Regions from separate parts of the Xenopus laevis genome. Here region 2 is linked to region 1. The links are chromatin contacts, called in public Hi-C maps. All regions are on one chromosome and are shown on one strand. The core of a region is the stretch at or near the end of the contact, and the rest is flanking DNA. Distances in the headings are between cores, read along the strand shown. Region 1 has its middle 21 kb from the start of eva1b.S. Region 2 has its middle 27 kb from the start of olig4.S.

What was found. Hi-C and Micro-C count contacts between places; a contact is called where the count stands out from the background.
Region 2: a Hi-C map of the XL177 cell line shows a contact between it and region 1, with 2.8 times the contacts expected there. The contact joins two enhancer-like sites. A contact is called at or near these places in 2 of 4 Hi-C or Micro-C datasets (the XL177 cell line and the XTC cell line).

What each region holds. Positions count from the first base shown.
Region 1 is chr2S:77,663,646-77,669,095 of Xenopus_laevis_v10.1, reverse strand. No RefSeq gene overlaps it. Among protein-coding and RNA genes, the nearest start is that of eva1b.S, 21 kb to the left of the region's middle. Within about 2 kb of position 3,280, at least 1 of the 7 cell types and tissues checked has an H3K27ac peak or open chromatin away from gene starts, as enhancers often do.
Region 2 is chr2S:77,791,797-77,796,872 of Xenopus_laevis_v10.1, reverse strand. It overlaps the pseudogene LOC108709578. Among protein-coding and RNA genes, the nearest start is that of olig4.S, 27 kb to the left of the region's middle. Within about 2 kb of position 2,977, at least 1 of the 7 cell types and tissues checked has an H3K27ac peak or open chromatin away from gene starts, as enhancers often do.

The sequences.
Region 1 (5,450 bases), core at 2,031-4,530:
GTTATCTTTGATGTTGCTGGGTTATAGCTCCCATTATGCTCTTCTCTTCATAATGTATTGCAATGTGTTGGAAATCACATTTCAGCAGTATTTGCATAGCAACACCTGTTTCATTCCCATTGAAGAACACTTCTCATAAGATGCTATACTGCACCAATAAATCCATATATTTCAGGTAAAAATTAAACAACATCTGACTGCATTGATTAGAGCAGCACAACCTACCATGATAAATGTGCATGGGAACACAGCCAGGATATGTGGGATTTATTTTGATGTACAATAGTGGCCTAATTACTGAGATCTAGCCAATTCTTCTTGTGTTTTATTAGTACATTGTTTGCTTATGTAATTGCTACTGTGAGGGTTTGTGCAAGGAGGACAAAGTATATTACCCACACACAGAAGAGCTCAATTATTAAGGAGAACCTTGTCTGAAGGTCTAGAAAGAGGCATCTGGGAAGTGTCTGAAGTATTTGGAAAAATGATTGGCTTCAGGGATATGTCAGTACCTGGCAGCACAATGGTATATCACACCTAAGCAGCTGCCAAGAGGACATTCTGCCTGTCTGCACATTTAACTGTTTATCTTGCAGGAGATACTTTTCGGCTAATTAATTTCAGTCCTTACAGCCATCCAGCTGCTGCTTTGAACTTCAACTCCCACTTCCCTGGCACCCACAGCTGTGGTGAAGAGATGATGCAATTACCGTTTCAATAGCAGAGTAAGCCCTGCTAAAAAACAGAAGTACAATGTTAAGTGATATCCACCTTAGTTCTTGTGATGGGAAAAGCAGCTGTCTTGCAAGGGAATGAATCTCATGGAAAATAACACTTTTACCTTCAAAGCTGAGCTAAGATACTGGTAACAAAGTAACATTGTGCAAATACCTCCCAATTACAGGTATACCTGTTAAGTGAGAGCTTTTCAGTTGTGGCCCTGATAAGGGCAGGGCATATCCAAAAGTGGGGCATGGCTGAATAGCCTAAAGGTGGCCATACACTATAAGATCCGCTCGTTTGGCAAGGTCACCAAACAAGCGGATTTGAACCCGATATGCCCACTAACGGCTGGGCGATTTCGAGTGAATCTGAACGTTCGGATTATAATACTACGCATGGGCTCCAACGGGTCGCAGGACCACATCAACTAACCGATGCAGTCCTGGATAGTACAAAAAATCAAACTTGACCGATCGACCCGTCGGGAGCCCCCACACATGGGCAGATAAGCTGCCGAATCGGTCTAAAGGACCAATACCGGCAGCTTTAATCTGCCCGTGTATGGCCACCTTTAGATTTTTAAAAATCCCCAACTGAACTAAGTTATGTTCAATGTCATCTTTCAGCAGGATATTCTAGCTGCAAACAGTGCAAAGGATACAGACTGCATTTATGTTCCAGTGTCTTATGGATCTTTTCTTCAGCAATCTGTGTGGGGCTGTTGAAACAGGATGCAGGACGCAAGCAGGATATAGAAGTATTGTGTTTAGTAGGGAATGGGACACTTTAAGTGCTGGCTATGCCATTTTGTGCAATTTTATTATCTAAATATTATAATGATGCCCATAGTGCAACTGTTTTGCTCTGTGGGTTGAGGTTATAGTAGGTGCATTGCTTTAGCTCAGAGAATGGAAAACAAAGAGCTGCACTTTACTCTGAATGTGGCATGGCACCCTTTAGCTATCTGGCACTTGCTTCTGGGCAAAGCTGTAACTAGAGGAAGCCAGAAGGCAGTGACATATAACTCTCTGGCACTGGACCCTCATGCAAAAAAGGTTCAGGGCTGCTATCCCCAACAACCCTCCTGCCTGCCCTCTCCCCTCATCTGCCTACTCCTCACCCTGCACTGGAGTCTCCCAGCTGCATGATTCTCCCTTCCCTGCTCACAGGTAAGAGAATGGCTGGGGAAGGGGGTATTCTTTGTAGCTATAGAGGAAGTAGATCTCACGGTCCGGCCCCTCTGCTTCCTCTATAGTTATGCCACTGTCAGAACAGGCACCTGCCTACGATGCAAAACTGCTTCAAAGAGGAGCAGTTGGGGAAGGCACATAGGTATTACCCCTTCTTTCCTCATCCCCTAACTTGTGCATCTAAATGCAACAAGGTTCTGTCCTTACCTCCTGCTCTATGGCAGGCGGTAAATACAGGGCTTGCTTCTGGTTTTCAATCGAGGATGAAAGAAAGTGCTCTTAAAGGAGAATTCAACCCTTAAAAAATAAAACATACACCCTCACCTTACATAGACCCCCTCCCTGCTCCCCCCCCAGCCTAGGTGTTACCCTGGGTAAATGCCCCTAACTCTTTACTTACCCCTCGGTGCGTTTTCAGGGCATCAGAGTTCACAGGAGCCATCTTCTTCTCTTCAGTAATCTTCAGAATGAGAGCGGTGTATCGGCACATGCGGAGCAATCTTCCGTTTAACGACAACTGCGCATGCATCGAAAGTCAAGGAAGTTGCTGGAAGGAGACACGAAGATTACTGAAGTGCTGGAAGATGGCACCTGTAGGGTATGTAAAGAGTTAGGGACATTTAGCAGGGGTAGCAGCTAGGCTGGGGGGGAGCAGGGAGGGGGTCAATGTAGGGTAGGGTTTTTTTTTTCATTAATGGTTTAGTTCACCTTTAAGTGCCAGACCACTCTAACACCCCCAGGTAAACATAATATTTTAGTGTTGATTAGAGATGTGTTCTATAAGATCCCTTTAGTGTTGATTAGGGCATAGTGTTGTAAGACAAAATGTTCCCAGCACCAGTCTAATGAAAAGAGCACAGCTATGAAAAGCACAGCACATATAGGAAAAGTCTCAACAGAATTGTGAATATTCGGATCATGCATCTTTTCCAATATCTTCCAATTGTAAAAGGGAACATCTGCCTGACCCCCCGATTACTCATGACATGTGTTATACATCTTCCTTTTGTGGATCCTCTGCCCCATGCCTGAGTACTAAAATGTGACTTTCACACTTATAACTGTGTATCTACAGCAGCAGCATACCCCCTGCCTGCAGCCCATTTCTCCTAGGCCTCAGAATACAGAATTCAAAGAGAGACACAGTGAACTCCACACTGAATGCATACAAATTCACAAGGTTTGCCGTGCAGTATACAATAGGACCTAAGAAATGGGTAGCCAATTTCCTCCCGCTGAAAAGAAATTTCAGGTGAAAAGAGGTGAGTTCAGTTTAAATATTTATGAGACTTATTTACATTTGTTTCCATGACAGCTCAGAAAGGCCCAAAGCATGAGTCAGTGAGGCCAGTAGCTACATGCTGCACAATGAGCACAGGCAGCGCTGAATAGACTGGGTTTCGTGTATAGGAATGAATAGGACCTTTTTTCAATATGTGTTTTGAATTGGATAGAGGAGGTGGAAATATCAGTCTTACACAGAAAAGGGAATATTCGTGAATAGCTAATGAATGATGCCCCTGCTTATCCATGTTTTTCTTTCTGCTCTCTCCATGATCTCATTTCCATCTGCTGCTTTTTTTTTTTTTGCTAATAGAAAATATGCATCGGAAACCCAAAGTTATGATCTCAGTCCGGTCACGGATATAATTGTAGTTCCAGGCTTCCACCTTCTATCCTCATTCAGGAACACATTTAACATGTAATAGAGCAATTGTAATACAAAATTATTAATAAGACCTTGATTTTGTTGTACCTGGGGTGCACAGAATCCAAGATCTGGTCCTTACCATTTGGCCAGATCAAAGCCAATCCATTGTTTTCATGGGGACAAATACCTTAAATATCTGTTTTGTTCCAACCAAATGTTGCTTGCCTCCCATTTACTTCAAAATATTATAAAGGCTTTAAACCATGTTGGGGGCTCTACTCTAGTACAAAGCTGAAATCTTACTTTTTGTGGAACAATTAAAGTGAGAACCTTACTTGCTCTTTATCCATGTGAATGCCACAAACCATTAAACAGTACTATATCAACCTTTCTGAAGTTTGATCTGAGCAAATGAAACCAAAAATCAGGCTATCCAGGTGAAACCCCAACAGGGGGCAACCCTGTCCCTTAGTCATGCTCTTGGCACTCCAACCCTGTGGGCCCTTTATTTCAGTGACAATATCCATAGCACAAAATACAAAACTGGGCAAAGGAAACCCACTATGCCATTTACCATTATTACTTTTTATATCAGTGAGCCACTGTGAGTGGAAAGTATAAACAGAGGAAGTGAATCAGGCTTTTCTAGATTAAGAATGGGAAAGAGGAAAAAATGTACATGGTGATAAAAAAGCAGTTGATTGTACTAGACAATTATTTAGAATAACAGTAATGAATGAGGGACCAGTCAGTGGTGAATGAATGAGATGTACAATGAATCTCCCCTTAGGAACCTTAGTTTTATTTAATATTAAATACTTGGTGGACATTCAAAAAAAAAATAAAACAGTAACTCTTTTAATTTACTTTATTTTGCTGTATATAAAAAAATAGACAATATAATATGCACCTAATGGACTACAGGACACATTTATAAAAGGGATACTGCCCCGGGATATATTTTGTATACCAGGCCAGCCTTTTAAGATAATGGAGACAGTCTTGGTTTCTTCTCTGGAAAAAGGAGCATCTCAGAGAGAAGAGTGGGTTATAGATTTGACTGATAAGGGGCATGGTAAAATGTCTAGTATATTGGCAGTTATAGAGATGGAAAAACACCGAGGGTAGTACATAAATATCTTATTGTGTGAACCCAGTACAGCTGCTGGGAGCAAATATTGGTTCAGTGTGTTTGGCAACACAATACCATTTGCTTGTATCTACTTGCACTTGTTTATACTTGTGTCACGGGCCAGTATTCTGGAATGAGGGGCAAATTTACAGTATGTAGCAGTCATGTGTTTGTCTCCAGTACAGACAAATGTGGTGCAAAGGATGGCTGAAACATTAGAGAATCATTTAGTCATGTGAGAAAAAACATGCAGAACTGTGCCATTTTTTTGCACTCAACACAATTTATTAAATATGCTATAATGTGTTCTATATCTGACTGTCTGGAGAATGCTGTTTTCAGCAACATTCCAGCATTATACAATACAAGGAGTTATAAAGCAATATTATTCAAAACTGCCAAGCACAATGCATTTTACACCCATCTCATTAAAGTGGATATCAATCTGCTTACATCTGCCTTCATTGCAGGACTTTTCGAAACATTCAGATTGCCTTTAAAAGGGTTATATTGGCAGGTATGGTAAACATCAAAACTGTTGGAAATAAAAGAACAAGTCTCACAATGTAAAGCGCTGGAATATTTCTGTGCTCATTTTCAAAACTGCATACTTTTGATGAAGATTTAAGCGTTGCCAAGTTTTAGTATGGTCCATATCACATTCTACAATTGGCTGATCTATAATAATCACTATAAAATTGTAGCTTTTAAAGCAAATTACCCAGTATAGTGACATTTATTTAATCTAAACAGA
Region 2 (5,076 bases), core at 1,728-4,227, 130 kb before region 1:
TATCAAATGTGAACATAAGATGTATTGTATGGAATCGCTACATATTTACAAGTCACAAAAACTTAAGGAAATGAATTGATTCTTTGTAACAAGTAATTATGTCCGTTCTGGCATTTAATATTGTAACTGTTTCACTGTAATGTATTTATAATATCTATTTAAACGGTAGTACTTTAACATATGTGACTTAATGCAATCATAGAAAGCCTCTAGAGATACAGCATTTTGGACATTTATATATATTTTTTTTTTTTTACAAGAGATGGATTTACATATGGAGAGAGATATATATAGAAAATAAAATCAAAATTTCAAGTCTATAATTTATAATTTATAACATAAAATTTATAACATTAATAGAAAAAACAAAATTTATATTTAATGAATTTAAACATAATTAATGAGCTGTTTGTTTTTAAGGGCACATTTGGATTGCATGTCTCTTTTTTTAATAATAAGTGTTTAAAGGGTTAATCATTAAACAAATTGGGAGGGGTGAAGTGGGGTTAAAAGAGGGATTTGCCGGGAGGAAGTGAGGTCTCTGATGAAGTGCAGTGACACGAAACGCGTCAGACCTCATGGCGCAGGGCTATACAGTTTGTTAAAATGTTAAACATTTAATAAAATCAAGTTTTTACCGATGATTTGATGACCAAGTGATTCCTTGAGTGATCCGAAGAGTGCGCTGTCCAGGATTTTGGTGTGTGCAGTATTTAGTTTTCCCTTAGCGACGGACTCAGGGCGGCTGCACCTGGGTCACAACGAAGTCCGGGTAAGATACTACATCTTCATTCATTTGGGAAGCTGAATCCGGTGACCTTGCGAGGGGTCTGGGGCTTTGCGCACCCGGACCAGCAAACCTTAAGGGGGAGCTTGAAACCGGTATTAAGCAGATAATAAAAGTATAATAACGAATGAAACAAATTAATGTGTATTAAACAGAGGAACAATTTATCGCAGGACTCGTAGAAAGAAAGAAAAATGTTCAGTTTATGGAATTGATATGTTATAAGGACCTGCACATAAATATGCCACATCATAGTTAACGTGTGTCCACCTGGTTTCTGATAATTCAAATTTCTTGTGTTAGATACACACAACGAATCATACTGAATTATTGAAATACTAACCATAGTATATTAACTTGATTCATATGAATATTTAGAGTATCTAGCTGTTCTTCTAGCACAGAGTTGTCCTACATATTCATTATAATGGGTCATATAACTGACTGGATATTGGCTGTGGTTGCTATCTTGGTCAGGAGAGATATACAGGCAGCTGTAGATAATCTAAAATAATAGCTATTTTGTTTGTTTGTTTGTTATAATGAATAAAAGTGGCATCCTTACATCTATTTTGACTGGCAAAAATATTTTAGCTTCTAGGTGCTTGTTGAGTTATGATGTTAACTTATACAATGCACATAGGAGACGTGTTTTTTGTCTTGTGAGACAGGCTTTGTTTACATACACAAGCAATGTTCACTCAAGGTTAAATTGAGAATACATTTATACTTCTGCATCTGTTCTGTGACATTCAGTAAAGGAATATATTAAGAATATGGAGGCTTGACTGCATGTAGATGGGGCTCTTTTGACCATTATTGCCCCTTCCCCCTCAAATGAGTACAGAACATTGTGACTCTAAAGCTGGGTTTGCCTTAGAGCTGTGCTTAGATGAGCTCTACCCTGTAGTTCTAATGTTAAGTCCAACTTCTACTTCCATTACACTTTCACTACACTACTATAAAGCAGAGGTCAATCAGGTTTATGTAACCCAGCATGTGTTCTGTCCAAATGTAAATGACTTTATTGGATTTACTGGGCCTGAATATGCAGTAAATACTAATTATCTTCATGTGTCCCTTCATGCAAGAATTTTGATTTCCCATTTTCTTCTGTTGTACTTATGTGTGTCATTGTCTGCTTCTTAAGGTCCCCATACATGGATAGATCCGCTCGTTTGGCGATGTCGCCAAACGAGCGGATCTCCCTCCGATATGCCCACCTTGAGGTGGGCAATATCGGGCAGATCCGATCGTGGGCCCTAGGGCCCAACGATCGGATCCTAGCATTCTCAAACGGGCGGTCGGATCGCGGGACCGCATCAACGAACAGATGCGGCCGCGATCCGACGGGATTTTTAAACCCATCCGATCGAGATCTGGCCGACTTTCGGCCAGATCTCGATCGGGGAAGCCCGTCGGGGGCCCCCATACACGGGCCAATAAGCTGCCGACACAGTCTGTCGGCAGCTTTTATCGGCCCGTGTATGGCCACCTTTAGCTGACTGGACAGATCAGGACAGAAAACGAGGTAGGGTGAGCTTGTAGGTAAGAGAGCTTCCCTGAGTCACTGCCTGGCATTGCCACTTCTCTTCTTGTCTCTCTTTTTTTGCTCTCAGATTAGCAAAGAGTTAAATAGGTTTCTAGGACAACAGTTTTCTCTGTCAGCCAATATCATCTCCTTCCTGTGAGAACTATCCAAAGTAGCCATCTTTAAATTGGAATGACTATTCTGTCCTTAAAATGTAGAATTAACTATTTTAACAACTGTTTGCTTTTTTTAAATAGCTCATAAATTTAGTGTTTGTTTTCTTGCCTGCTGGATTACAGTGTTTATATAGACCTTTTGTTGCTTGTTTTAGTCTTTCTGGCTGTGCTGTAGTATTCATTGCTGCAAAATTCTACTAGGATATGCCTACTTGTCAATTTAATTAGAATGCTAGGGCTTCGAGGCTTAAACAATTGAATAGAAACATGGCAGCCTCCTTGTTGTGATGTGCTTACTTCAGCATGAGCCTCTAACACTCAATTATTACAAACTTGCTGTCTCTAGGAGTGTCATACACGAGAGTCTTCCATAGACTGTCAGTACCAGTAAATAAATCTTCCATAGACTGTCAGTACCAGTAGATAAATATAAGCTTTCTGGGGACAGACAGTTGGCAGGAAGGTTGAAATGGATGTCGAGCCTTTGAATTGGGGAAGGATTTGAGCGCGTTCGCCGGCAGGCACTAGGACCTGGCCGGTGCAAGCGCTCGCAGGGAGTGGGTGCGCATGGGTGGGCGGGCGGCTAGGACCCAGGTGGCCTAGGGGTGGCAAAAGAGGAGAGCCAGTCCTGGCTATGAAAGCAAATAAAGTGTTTTCTCGCATAAAAATTGCAATTTTTGCCCTTTATAGGTCCCTGGTAAGGCCTCACCTGGAGTATGCAGTGCAGTTTTGGGCTCCAGACCTTAAGAAGGATATAAATGAGCTGGAGAGAGTGCAGAGAAGTGCAACTAAACTGGTTAAAGGGATGGAAGATTTAAATTATGAGAAAAGGCAATCAAGGTCGGATTGTTTTAATTGAAGAAATAACGCTTGTGAGGGGACATGACTTCAATTTATGAATACATTAGAGAACATTATAGTTGGATAGTGGGGATATTGTTTTCAAATATATACGTTCCAGAAGCTCCCCTTTTGACTTGAGGGGTTGTACTTGATTTGAAGAAGCAAAAAGGGCAGTGGAAGTTGTGGAATACTCCACCTGGAAATATTTTGATGGCAGATTCTATTAATGCCTTTAAAAATGGTTTGAACGACTTCATGGGCAATATAATATCCAAGGTCTACAGTTAGTTTGGAATAGGTATGTATTTCTCATGCTGGCACCCAGGTATTAATTCTGTCTAGTGCACCATTTCCCTGGAGATATATATATATATATATATATATATATATATATATATATATATATATATATATATATATATAATATATATGTGAGTGATATTGGTTTATATAAATATATGTGAGTCTATAGATAGGTCTTTATATATATATATATATATATATATATATATATATATATATATATATATATATATATATATATATATATGTATATATATATATATGTATATATATTTACTGAGGATCATTTGGAGGGGTTGAACTTGATGGCCAAACAAATTTTCTGTCACACAATATTGGTACAGGTAAATTTGTGCATTGTTCTCAATCTATGAGAATACAATACAATTCTGGTCCATAAGTCATGGATAGGTGGTCTACTATCAGCTTATACTAGGTAGTTTATTTCTATATTTATATTAATATTTCATAATATTACAGGGGGTTGTTTCCTTTGTCTTGCTTAGACTCTGCCAATTGATCTGGGTCCAGAATGCTGTGTGATATACAGTAGATCTAGAATCTCATAAAGCAGATTATATGGGTATTGCATGTCACTTTCTAATCATCATTACTAGCAAAACTTTTTTTTCATTTTACAGTTATGAATGACATCATCACTACTATGTTCAACAAGAAGTTTATGGAGGAGCTTTTTAAGCCACAGGAGCTCTATTCTAAGAAAGCCCTGAGGACTGTCTTTGATCGTTTGGCCCATGCTTCTATAATGAGACTGAACCAAGCAAGCATGGATAAGGTATCTTACAGCATGGAACTGTGGCATTGCAGTAAGTGCTTTCTCCTAGGTGAGAGACACTTAAATGTAAAACTTTTGACTGCAACAAATGAATTTGCTATCCTTCTTTGTTTTGCATTTATTAATTTAGCTGTATGACTTAATGACCATGGCCTTCAAGTACCAGGTTCTGTTATGCCCTCGCCCCAAGGATATTCTGCTTGTCACTTTTTAACCATATGGATGCTATCAAGGACTTCATCAGAGACTCACCAAGTATCCTTAATCAAGTTGATGAAACATTCCGACAGCTTATTGATGTAAGGTCATTTCTATTCATATTTATGTGACTAAACGTGCAGGTTAGGCTTTACTATGGTTGAATATTTGACAAACCCTGGAACTTAAATATTTTAATTATCACTGACAATAATAATAATAAGCAATAATTTAAGCTGATTTTTGCTTAGTAGGTACATTTCACAGGGTAATTTAAATGGAAAATGCATTCTGGCCAAATAACTTCATGAACATGTGAATTTCAATTGCTTTCCATCTTTTATTTTTTACTGTTTTCCCAAAAGTTAAGTTTTAAGTTTAATGTTCCTGCCTCTGGTGTCTCAGTCTGGCAGCTCAGGGATCCAGGAGCATTTGAACTGTA